2 separate regions of the Rattus norvegicus genome follow, and region 2 is linked to region 1. A link is a contact called in public Hi-C data. All regions are on one chromosome and are shown on one strand. Each heading gives the region's core, a stretch centred on a gene start, on an enhancer-like site or on the middle of the called end of the contact. The rest is flanking DNA. Distances are from core to core; before and after follow the strand shown.

The links. A called contact is a pair of places that touch in the nucleus more often than the background predicts.
Region 2: a contact with region 1 is called in a Hi-C map of liver, with 2.0 times the contacts expected there. The contact joins two enhancer-like sites. A contact is called at or near these places in 2 of 12 Hi-C or Micro-C datasets (the A7r5 cell line and liver).

What each region holds. Positions count from the first base shown.
Region 1 is chr3:63,641,020-63,646,596 of GRCr8, forward strand. No RefSeq gene overlaps it. Among named protein-coding and RNA genes, the nearest start is that of Upp2, 38 kb to the right of the region's middle. Within about 2 kb of position 3,427, at least 3 of the 93 cell types and tissues checked have an H3K27ac peak or open chromatin away from gene starts, as enhancers often do. A contact at or near this core is called in liver, where this site is marked.
Region 2 is chr3:63,765,581-63,771,157 of GRCr8, forward strand. Ccdc148 (coiled-coil domain containing 148) reads right to left here. Exons shown (of 15, transcript NM_001107732.1): 14 at 4,609-4,749; 15 at 88-495. The coding sequence ends at 349. Among named protein-coding and RNA genes, the nearest start is that of Upp2, 87 kb to the left of the region's middle. Within about 2 kb of position 3,276, at least 7 of the 93 cell types and tissues checked have an H3K27ac peak or open chromatin away from gene starts, as enhancers often do. A contact at or near this core is called in liver, where this site is marked.

The DNA.
Region 1 (5,577 bases), core at 2,177-4,676:
TGAGGAGAGAGTGCTGTATCCTTTCTTTAAGCTGATACGATCAATAAGTCCTCAGGCCTGGTTATCACAGTATGTTTTTAATATGCTGTATGTTTCTACAGTTATGGTTTATCTTGTTACATTTATAGGGCAGTGCTTTGTGGCTCAGGGACTGACCTAACTGGGGGGATGTAGAATGGGTACATGAAACAACAGACAGATGGACAGACAGACAGACAGAACTGGGATTGGGTGAGCCATGCAGTCTGATACAGAAATACTAGCAGAACCTAGAAACTTAGCCAGTTTATTGTGCACAGCACAAATGAAGAAGAGGAGGAGGAGGAAGAGGAGGAGGAAGAGGAAGAGGAGGAGGAAGAGAAGGAGGAGGAGGAAGAGAAGGAGGAGGAAGAGAAGGAGGAGGAAGAGAAGGAGGAGGAGGAAGAGGAGGAGGAAGAGGAAGAGGAGGAGGAAGAGAAGGAGGAGGAGGAAGAGGAGGAGGAAGTGGAGGAGGAAGAGGAGGAGGAAGAGGAGGAGGAAGAGGAGGAGGAAGAGGAGGAGGAGGAGGAGGAGGAGGAGGAGGAAGAGAAGGAGGAAGAAGAGGAGGAGTAGGAGGAAGAGGAGGAGGAGGAGGAGAGGAAGCAATTTAACTAATCTAGGTAGGGAGTCTTTATAGGCAGGTAGTCTCAGGTTGCAGTCATCCTGGAGGAGAAAGCTGCAACTGATATTTTCAGCACACGTGTTTTTGTTAAAGTTTTACCCAGGGGAAGGCATTTGCATTCCTCCAAGCCTAACCTGGAGTGGGCCTTGCTACTCCCATGGGTCTGAGGCATTGGGGCCTTTGTCATGCTATGTTCCTACCAACAACACACATTTTCTCAGGACTTCTTCTGCTCCCTATAAGGCATTATTCCTTTTAACTCTTAGGAATAGTGCATATGCCAGCCCAGTCCTTGTGGGTGGTGCTGGACAGATGCTGTTAATGTACCCACCAGGGTGCACAGTCATTCTGCCTCTGAGTCTGAACTCAAAATGGAGTCAAAGGTGCTTGTCAAATGGAGTGTCTCTCGGTAAGACATTGCCAAGAGAGCCACCATTTTACATAATGTGGAGTAACTTATAACAGGGCACAGATGACCTTAGCAAAGACCCTGCAACCTTTGACATTAGGAGGAAAAAGTTATAAAAATACCATTCCTTACTTTTCCATTGATCTCTTTTCATTCTTTGATATTTAAGGCGCTCTTTTATGAAGTTCAAATCATATCCACCCCCTATTCAGATAAAAACGTGCATCTATTGCAGGGTGGGCAATTTCACTTGGCTTCAGTCAATCTGCATTTGATTTGCCTTGTATTAATCACTTAATGGGAGTATCCAGCAGAGATCTTGCTGCCAATATTTGAGAAGTTATGACTGAATGGGAACTAATTATATGAGTGGTCAGTCACTTAGTGAACCTTCTTCTGTCCTAAGAATTACTGCACACCCAGCGAACACCCTGGAACCGTACAGACATGTGAAAGGGCCCCCTGGGCCATTTGCACTGAAGGTGGGTGTGATCTGATTCCCAAGAAATTGATTGGGGATAAAATTCTTATGAATCCGGCCACTTTTCAACTGCCTTTGGCGAGGAGATACTATTTTAAGGCGTTCTTTGGATAAAGATGAAACGTCTACCTAATCTCTGATTTAATCTGACTTTATATCTCAATTTCCAGTACCAACATTTCTTATAGCAGAGGGATGCAGTCAGACAAGGGACCAGGTCCAGGGTCCCTTTGAAGATGGCCCTGTGGGTGGGTCATAGAAATAAGTTCCCGTCTTGCAGGAAGAGTTAACTGCTGTCTGAGGATTGCACTGTCCTGAGAACAGTAGTGGGCATGGGCAGATCTTCTCACTCAACGTAGGCAAGAGAGGCTCGTGATCAGTGTAAAGACAAGCAAGCTAGCCAGAATGGCCTTTTTTTGTTATTGTGAGAGCTAATTATAACCCACGGTATGCCTTGACATGTCTGGAATGGGAAGTATCTGGAATTTGTCATCATCACGAAAGCCATCTCCCCCCCCCATCTCGAAGGAGCTCCACTTACCAGCGAAGGAGGGATGTAAGATCGAAAGGAACTTTCCAGTTTTTTTGTTAGGTTTCCTGGGCCAGCAGCAGTACACAAAGAAGCAGGAGAACCTGAAAGGCTTTTCAGGGGATTCTTAAATGGCTCTGTCGTGTCAACAGTGACCAAGGGGCTTCCAGGTACTGCGAGCTGACGTTGGTATGTCAGGAAGCTTGCGCTGTGAGAAATGCAGGCGCCATTTACTCTGTCCTTTTCTCCTTATCTAGAAAAGTAGGGGAGCAGGGGAAGGAAGGCAAAAGGGGGGGGGAGGTGGACGCACTGGAGTGGCTTCCAGATGAAGTCTTCTCATAGCAGGGCAGCCCTGCAGAACATTCCCTGCCAGGCCTGTGCCTGCAAAGTGTCCACACATCCTCCCCAGATTCACCACTTCTTAAGGCAGGGATGAACGCTCGTAGCTTGTCATTTAGGAACCGGCAGAGGAATCCCCTTGGGCAGATCCTCTTTGAAACCATAAGCTCTAATGTTTAACATCTACTTCCAAACTATACATCTCTCTGTTCTAGTCGGGGACAGCTGTTTCCTCTCTGAATAAATCACAGGGCTGAGGAACATTTAGTGAGAGATCTAGGGGGTCTCATTTCCACACTTCCCTAGAGACCAGCTCTCCCAAAGCTGGTCCCAAGAATGCCTCTGGCAGGACACAATTCTGACTTGACTGAGAATTAGGAAAATTGTGTGCCTCTGGTCTTGCAAAAGGGTGTCATGAGGTGGGACATCAGAATCAAATGCTGTAGGTGGGCAGAGTGGGATGGCAGGTCCCCCTGAAGGCCTTCCCATGCCTCCTGTCTCAGACTGGTGGCATCTTAGCCACCTAAGAATCATTAAAGATTCCCGAGAGGAAAGACAAGTGCAGCCACTAATGCTGTTGAATAAGAAAACCTAAATGCAAGACCCATGGTGCTGGATAGCAGACAAAAGGCTGTGTCTTAGTTGGAGTTTCCATTGCTATGAAGAGACACCATGACCAAGGCAACTCTTATAAAGGACAACATTTAATTGGGACTGGCTTACAGTTTTAGAGGTTCAGTCCATTACTGTCATGGTGGTAAGCATAGTAGCATACAGGCAGAACTAAGAGAAGGGTCTCTTCCTCATTGGGTGGAGCTTCAAAGCTCGCCCCCATGATGATGGACTTTCTCCAACAAGGCCACACCTACTCTAATATAGGCCACTCTTCCCATGGTGTTACTTTCCATTCAATCTACCACAGAATGATTCCATGAGAAAGACCATTCAGGGCAGGGGAGGATCGTTCAAGGCTTGTGTGCTTGCTTAAAAGAGCACACAGAGAATACAAAGGTCCCAATTCTTGCCCTACATGGCTTTGCCATGCAGGCAGGAGGTAAAAGGAAGACCTTTGACACTAGAACAGCAGTTCTCAACCTGTGGGTCATGACCCCTTTGGCAAACCTGTATCTCTAAAATTAGTTACATCGCGATTCATAGCAGTATCAAAATTATAGTTATGTAGTAGCAACAAAAATACTTTTGTGGTTGGGGGGTCACTACAACACAAGGGACTGTTTTAAAGGGTTGCATCATTAGGAAGGTTGAGAACCAGTACAGTAGAAAGGGGTAGTGTACCGGCTTCTTGCCATGAATTCTGAGCAAAACTGCCAGACACTTCGAAGTTCAAACTCTTCATGTCCAGAGTGTGCTTTGTAGGGATAGAATGGAGATCAAGTGAGCCATCCCAGCCAAGCACTTGGGTCCTGGATGGCTTCAATAAATATCAGGCATGGGCACTCCCTCTGATTCAAAGTTGGAGTATCCCTAAGTTCTGAAGTAGTATGGGGTGGCCTTGAGCGACAAGTGATTTAGAGAAATGTAAAGTGAGTAGGATTTGAGGTGCACTTGGAAGAGGGGGTTGGATTTAGGCCAGCATTGGAATGTGGACACAGTATAATGTGTCTCAGGGCAAGCAGAAAGCATAAGTGAAGGTATGGACTGTGGTTGCTGCTTACAGGCCAGTTTGGATGTCAGCCTGCCTGGCGTAGAAGCCTGCTGAGTGAAGCAGAGAAATTAGATTTGTTTGAAGGGGCCTACTCAGAAAATGCACTGACAGAAATCCAAATAACAGGCTGGGGGAGAGGGAGAGATGAGTATCTGAGGAAAGGATGTGGTGGAGACAGGTTTTGGGGGGAAGATTAAAGGCATTGCAGTAACCTGGGGTGTGGCAACCAGGAACTGCCGTTGAGTGAAAGAGTGTTTAGAGTGGGATTACAGGGACAAGAGGTAAGCATTAGCTCTGTGCGTGTGCACAAAGGGTCCATTACGGAATGCAAGTCTGAGCTGAGTGTTTCCATTTAGTTTCGTAGTTTGGATTTAAGGAAAACAAAAAGAAATGCACTTAAGATAATCCAGTAATGAAAGATTACACACAAGCCTGGGAACTGAGGACAAGCCAACGAAACCACCAAGAGGAGGCATTGGAGATAACCCCCCTGCAGTCAAATGGCTGTAGTAAGCTGGGTGTGTATTGCATTTTGTGCTCTGTCAATCACAGCCCACACCAGGCAACATGGGCCAGCATCCTGCCCTCCCTTGCCAGCTCCTCCCCTTTGTAAATAGACTTTCTATTTCCTATACTGTAATGAGGCTATTTTGCAAATATTAAACTAATCTGTCTTGTCTCCCTGTCAAATAATCTTTGGGCCTTTACCTCTGAGGCTAAGCGATGAAATATCTTTGTCGTGAGGAATCCACCAGAGAAGACTGCTTAGACCTGGTTCAAGCCAGTAGTGAGTCTTTATTATCTTGCTGGTGACCACACTGGGTGCCCCTGACCCCAGTGGAGTGCTGAGCCTTTCTTAGGGTCAGCTTTTAAACATAAAAGTCACATCCTGGCTTGACACACCTCAGCTGGGAAGAACAGTTAGTCAGAATCAGAATTGCAGAAGCCAAGAAAAGCAAGGTTAGTACATTTAGGGATCTCCCCACAATTTGGCAGGTACTGCTACCTATGTACTAGGTTCCAAGACCTGCCTAAATGGTACTTCTATCATGGCCTCAGTTGTGCTAAAGTCTGAGGACCTACTAAGGTATAGGGGCATGTTACACCCTGACCTATGAGAGAATAACGCGCCTGGAAAAAGGCTCAAGTGGGAGAGATTTCTAAATCCATTGTAGATTTGAAGAAACTACCATAGATGGGTCAGGTGACAGAGCTCCTCCTAGCATGCAGAGACTACATATCTAGTATAGTAAAATCAGAAGGCTTACTTGTAGAGGGATACTATGTTTCAGGAGAAAGGAAGGAGAGCCCCGCCCCTTTTCACCCAGAATGATCTGTAAAAGAGATGCAGTAACGGAAGGAACACCATGTTTCCTTATGCCACCCCAAGGTCAAACTTCAAGGGCAGTGGGTAGCGTTAGTAACACTAGCAGCTTGGATATGTAAAGAGCACAGTGATGTTCTGTATTCTACAGGGAGGGCTCAGGAACACAGGGAAGACTCGGGAGAGTCG
Region 2 (5,577 bases), core at 2,026-4,525, 120 kb after region 1:
TCCATAATTAAAAGTCAAATACTGAGATAACAAGCCGAAACGACGCATGTACCAGTGGAATAGACAAATCTTGCAAATGGTTATTTTAGCTCTTCTTTATAGAAAAAAATGCTTCAAAATAACAACCTACCAAATGCCAACATATATACAGAAGTCTCATAATTTTGGTAAATTTGGTAATAATACATATTATTGAAAGAAAAATCAAATAATGACCAAAACTTTGAAGATAAAAAAGGGAAAGTTGTTTAATAAATGCTATAATTTCTATGTGCAGTGGTTTTTAGGCATTTAGCAGCAGTAATCGTCATTTTCCATAGCCACACAGTGTTTGTTCGCAGGTACCCTCTAGATCTTGAACACCGTTGATTCTGTATCCTTCCTTGGAGGCTTCTGAGGACCAATTTTCGGTAGCATCTCTTTGGCGTACTGCGTTTTATGGAGTCCAGCTTCTCGGAGTGCTAACTCAAATCGAAGTCGAGGATCAGAAATGATCTGTAGACAAAAAAAAAAATGGGATTTAAGCAAACACTGACTCATTTAGCTGGAGCACATCCTACCACTCACGCTCGTTTTTCCAAGTTGCACATCTTTAAAGGTGGCTGTCAGATGACAGTAAAGCTTGTGAGTTCTGTGACTGCAGAGTTTCCACTAGAAATGTCCAAACTGTGGTTTACACTATCACTTTCCACTGCATTACTTGTTTTCAACATAAAGTGAGTTCAATATTATATACTACAATCAGATACAATATATTATTTTAAAAAATAATAAAGGAACCTTGCTTTCAGTACTATTAGTGGTTATTTATTGCTGGCTGGAATCACATAGATAAAGGATTATTAATGTAAATCTGCTTTAATAGACAAATCAATCTTTGGAATATATTTTTCAGGAGATGTTAGTTAAGAGAGCCCTAGTTTTAAGTGTATGAGTGTGTGTCTGCCTGCACATATATGTACCATGTGGGGGTGTAGTGCTGACAGAGGCTAGGGGAAGGTGTGGGAAGTTACTTAATGAATCCTGCATAATTAAAAATCAAATTGTAAAATAACAATCAGAAGAAATGTAGCTGTGGATTGGTAATTTTTTTAAAGATTTATTTATTTATTATATATAAGTTCACTGTTGCTGTCTTCAGACACACCAGAAGAGGGCATCAGATCTCATTACAGATGCCTGTGGGCCACCATGTGGTTGCTGGGATTTGAACTCAGGACCTCTGGAAGAGCAGTCAGTGCTCTTAACCCCTGAGCCATCTCTCCAGCCCAGAATTGATAATTCTTGCAAATAATATTTATGTATTTTTCCAAATTATGTCTTACCAGGTGATGGCCCGGGTAACAGAAATCCAGTGGTCTTGGTTAATTTGGTAATAACGCCTAGAACTAGAGTTGTGGGAAGTTGTGGGTTGCTAGGTGGTGCCCGGGAGACAAATCCAGGCCCCTTGCAAGAGCCCTGAGTGCTCTTAACTGCTCAATCATCTCCCCAGCCCCCTGAGCATCTTCCGACAGCCGCCTTAACTTCACCGTCATTTAGTAATGTGCAAATTACTCACAAACATGTGGTCACTCCTAGAAAAAGGGAGTCTGGGGCTGGATTTCTATTTCAAACAGAACTGGAAAATGCCCCGACCATCATGCTAAGTAGGAGTAGACAAACAGATACTCTGGCTTCTCTTCTCAATTACGCTTAATTGGCCCGTAGTCCTCTTCCTATGAATCTTAAACGTCAACACATTCTTTGCCATGATAAGAGATGACCACGTCTGGACATTTTACCCCAGTCTAATGTAACCCAACTCCCTAAGAGACACGGTCGTGAGTTTCTAAAAATCGCTTCCTCCATGAGTTCCTGACTGAATGGGAGCAATGGGAGGTTCCCAGGTAACTAATGTGTGACGCTGCCTCATGTAGTGAAACATGGGGGTGTGTGTGGTGCTGCTGGCAGGAGGACGCTCTCAGGTAAGAAACAACCAGGGCAGCCTTGAAGTCTGACTTAATCTTTCCAGTAGTCAGAGAGGGAGGAAGAGAGACCTAATCGAACAGGGAGGCCTCACATACAAACGTTGAGGTAAAGCAGGTCAATTTTAGGATGAGGTGAGTTTGGGTAGAATACTATGCCACTGAGGAGCTTGGGGGGAAAAGGACACTCAGACTGAAATTTGGATCTCGTAGCCTTGAAGGCTGTGCTAACTAGCCCCACAGTGTTTGTTTCTGCTTTTAGCATCAAAGTATGGCCACATAGGATGAATCTGATCATCAGGTCGGAATAAATTAAGGTGCTGGGGGAAGAAAAAGAGATGGAGGGAGGGAAAGGTCAGGAGGCTACTCTGACTGTCTAGACATGAAGTAATAAATACTTAAACCTGTCTGGGAGTAGAGACGACCTAACTGTCAGACATAGTCTAAAGGGAAGACTCAATGACAACCAGTCAGAAGCAGGGCTGGGGTAGTGAGAAGCACAAGGCCAGAATAACCCAAAGGTCTGAGAAAAAAACATCTGAGCCTTGGTCCCTGGCTTCTCCTCTGTCCCCATGTATTCTGAGCCACTTTCAAGGACTCCCACTCCCTCTATGATCTGCTGCTGTTTACTCCCGAATTCTCTTTAAGATTCACCTCCTTCTCCAGCACCAAGGGCTGTGGCGCCTTCAATTTTTTTTCATTATCCAATTTTTTAGTAAAAAGTAAATGAAGAGAGAGGTTTCTCCTCCCCAGAGGCTGGTAATCAGGTTTTTGAAAGGATGCTTTAGACCCCCTCACCCTAAACGTGACACGGACAAAACAAATCTCCTCCCCCCAGACTTGTTTTTCCTTCTGCTCAGTTCTTATGTGGCAATAATTTGTTGAATCACTGCCGAGTATCAGGCAATATCCTAGGCAGTTGATATTTATTATTTCCAATCCCCAGAAGAACTTTGCAAGTAATTATTTTAAAGATGAAAGAAACAAACATAAAGATGTTAATAGCTTAGGCGAGTGCACGCAGCCGGTAAATCTCGAGTGTGGATTTGAATCCACAATGCGCAACTGCGGTGCTTGTCGAGCTTGGAGTCCTCCTCGATTCGATTCCTTTACCGCTCCCATCCCCCATCGCTCCAGTCAGAGCTGCGCATGACTCTTTCACCACCACTTCCACTCCTCTCCTCCCAATGTCCAACTATTTCCCATTCAAGATCCGAGGATAAAATACAAATGTCACTATTTAACTTACCTGCTTTTAAATAGCATGTCTGGTCACGGGACAAAGGTCAGATGTCTGAATAAAAAGGCTTCCTGTGTACCACAGCTGGGCCCTAGCCCAAGTTTCCATTCTCATTTCAGCACTTATCCTGTGCCGGTGCCTCTGTCTCACAGTAAAGACATTCAGCGAAAGGCCTTCTCTCAGTCTTTTCTGTCTGGGAAACCCCTGATAGCTTGGCCCAGAGCCTTAGGACTCTTCCTTTCCCTTAGTTTCGCCTGTGTAGGGGCCAGTTGCCTTTGTACTATCATAGCTGGTTCTAGAGAGATATATACCTACACGTCCCTAAAAGTAATTCTTCTCCCTGTGCACATTAGCCTCTTTTCCCTTTAAACTGTAAATCGCCGTGAATGAGTTTAGTAACAACTGCCCCAGATCGGAAACTCTGCTCCTGCTCAGAAGTGCCATCTCTCTAACCTCCCCCCGACAGAGTTCTCCCTTCTCTCCTCACACTGGGCACAGAACTGGCTTCACACTGTGCTTTACCTCTGAATGTAATACTTCCCTTCTTAACCTAGAGAGTCACTTCTCTCGGGAAGGATCAGTCTGGCCCATTTAGGTGGAGCCAAGAGCTACACTCTTGCACAGAACCAGAATAACAGTGTCTATTTCATAAATATTTGATTACTAATGAATGAAATTTTCACCTTACTATTCACCATCAAGTATGCAGCACACAGGGGAGGTACTTTGAACTCGTTTGGCAACAGGTTTCTTGAGATATTGGCGTGCTCTCCCTAGTTCTGTAAAACTCATGAATGCTTACTTACTTAATTTGGGTGATATTCATTCATTCCTATGTCTTCTTTTCTACCCTTCTCCGCTAAAAGTTCTTTTAAATCTCTCTTCTCAGTTCCAGCCACAACCAAGACACATTCTAAACTCCTGCAAACAGCTCCAAGATCCCTCGATGGTGCTGCCACAGAAAATGCTTTATCCTTAGCTCGAAGAACAAAACTTGGGGTAGCTGTCTTCAGTACTGCCTGTCGATCTCATTAGATGCCTATTTGATAGTATCTATGCCATGAATTTAGAATATAAACTCATAATACAACAGAGAAATCTTTGAACCTGAAAGAAATACCAGTGACCATTTTTTTAATCAATGACTTTTGCATAAAATGTTACAAAACCTCTTTCAGTGACAGATATGTTTTTGAACTGTTTTGTTTTATGTCACACTTTTATAACACTTAGATTCATCCAGCAATTATGGTTTATTATTTACAAATAGAAAATATGCTAATCTAGTCCAGGCTCTTTCCAGGTAAATATTAAAAATCATTAGTAACTCAGAGCGCACGCTTGAACGGTTCCTCCAGCTCTCTGCGTGGACTCTACACCAGGACCGCCAGTTCCCGTAAGTACCTGCTGCTCATTGTATGTGGTCAGGGTGAAGAGCGGCTTTTGAAGAGTGAATTCCTCCTCACTCACAGCGCCTATCCGAGCTTTCCAGGCCAGTGTCTCTGACATCATTCTAACTGGATCAGACCGGACAGCGACAGCAACCTGAGGGAAGAGAAAGCAGGGACGCTCAAGTGGGGATACAAGTCAAAGGCTTCTGGGTAAGATTATGGGTTTGCCTAGTGACCATTACAAAATTTTTATTACGTCTAAAACAGTAGCGGAAAGAGCAAAGGAATATTAAACCCAGGCCAGTCCCAGATACTAACAAAGGAGTTACAACACATGTCAAACAAAACATTAACAATTATAACCACCCGTTAACGATTAGTCATAATTATGATTGATTTCAGATTATATATATTCATCTGTGTGATAAAAGTCAAAGGCAATCGGACATTGGAAACCCCCTTGAAAATGGCAGATAGCAACAAAGATTCATATTTCAGCAGCCATCCACCTGTGGTTATGAGTATCAGCACATGAGGTTTTCTGGTAAAGTCGATTGCGCGGTCATTGCTGGGCAAGCTGGGTGCACTTCCATTGTACTAGGAGAGTGGATTTCTCGGGACTGTCACAGAAAATGCATCACCTTTTGACTATAAAGCCGGAGAGCCATTTTACCATGAAGTCCTTGTCCTACATAGTAATAACTATTCTGACCCAGATCTTAATGAAAGGAAGTCACTAATTTTGTCAATAATATGCAACATTACCCACACCTGCCTATTAATTCTGCAAGTCAAGAATTTGCATGACGTAAATGGCATTTTAATGCCATTTCAAACTGTAATAAAATGACTGGGGTCAAATGTAATTTAATTATTATAGGTTTCCTGGCACAAATGTCATATATTATAGTTCTAAACACTGATTCTTTATGGTGAGAACTGAAGACTTTTCTTAAGGACTACTGGGTAGAAGGAGTTCTAG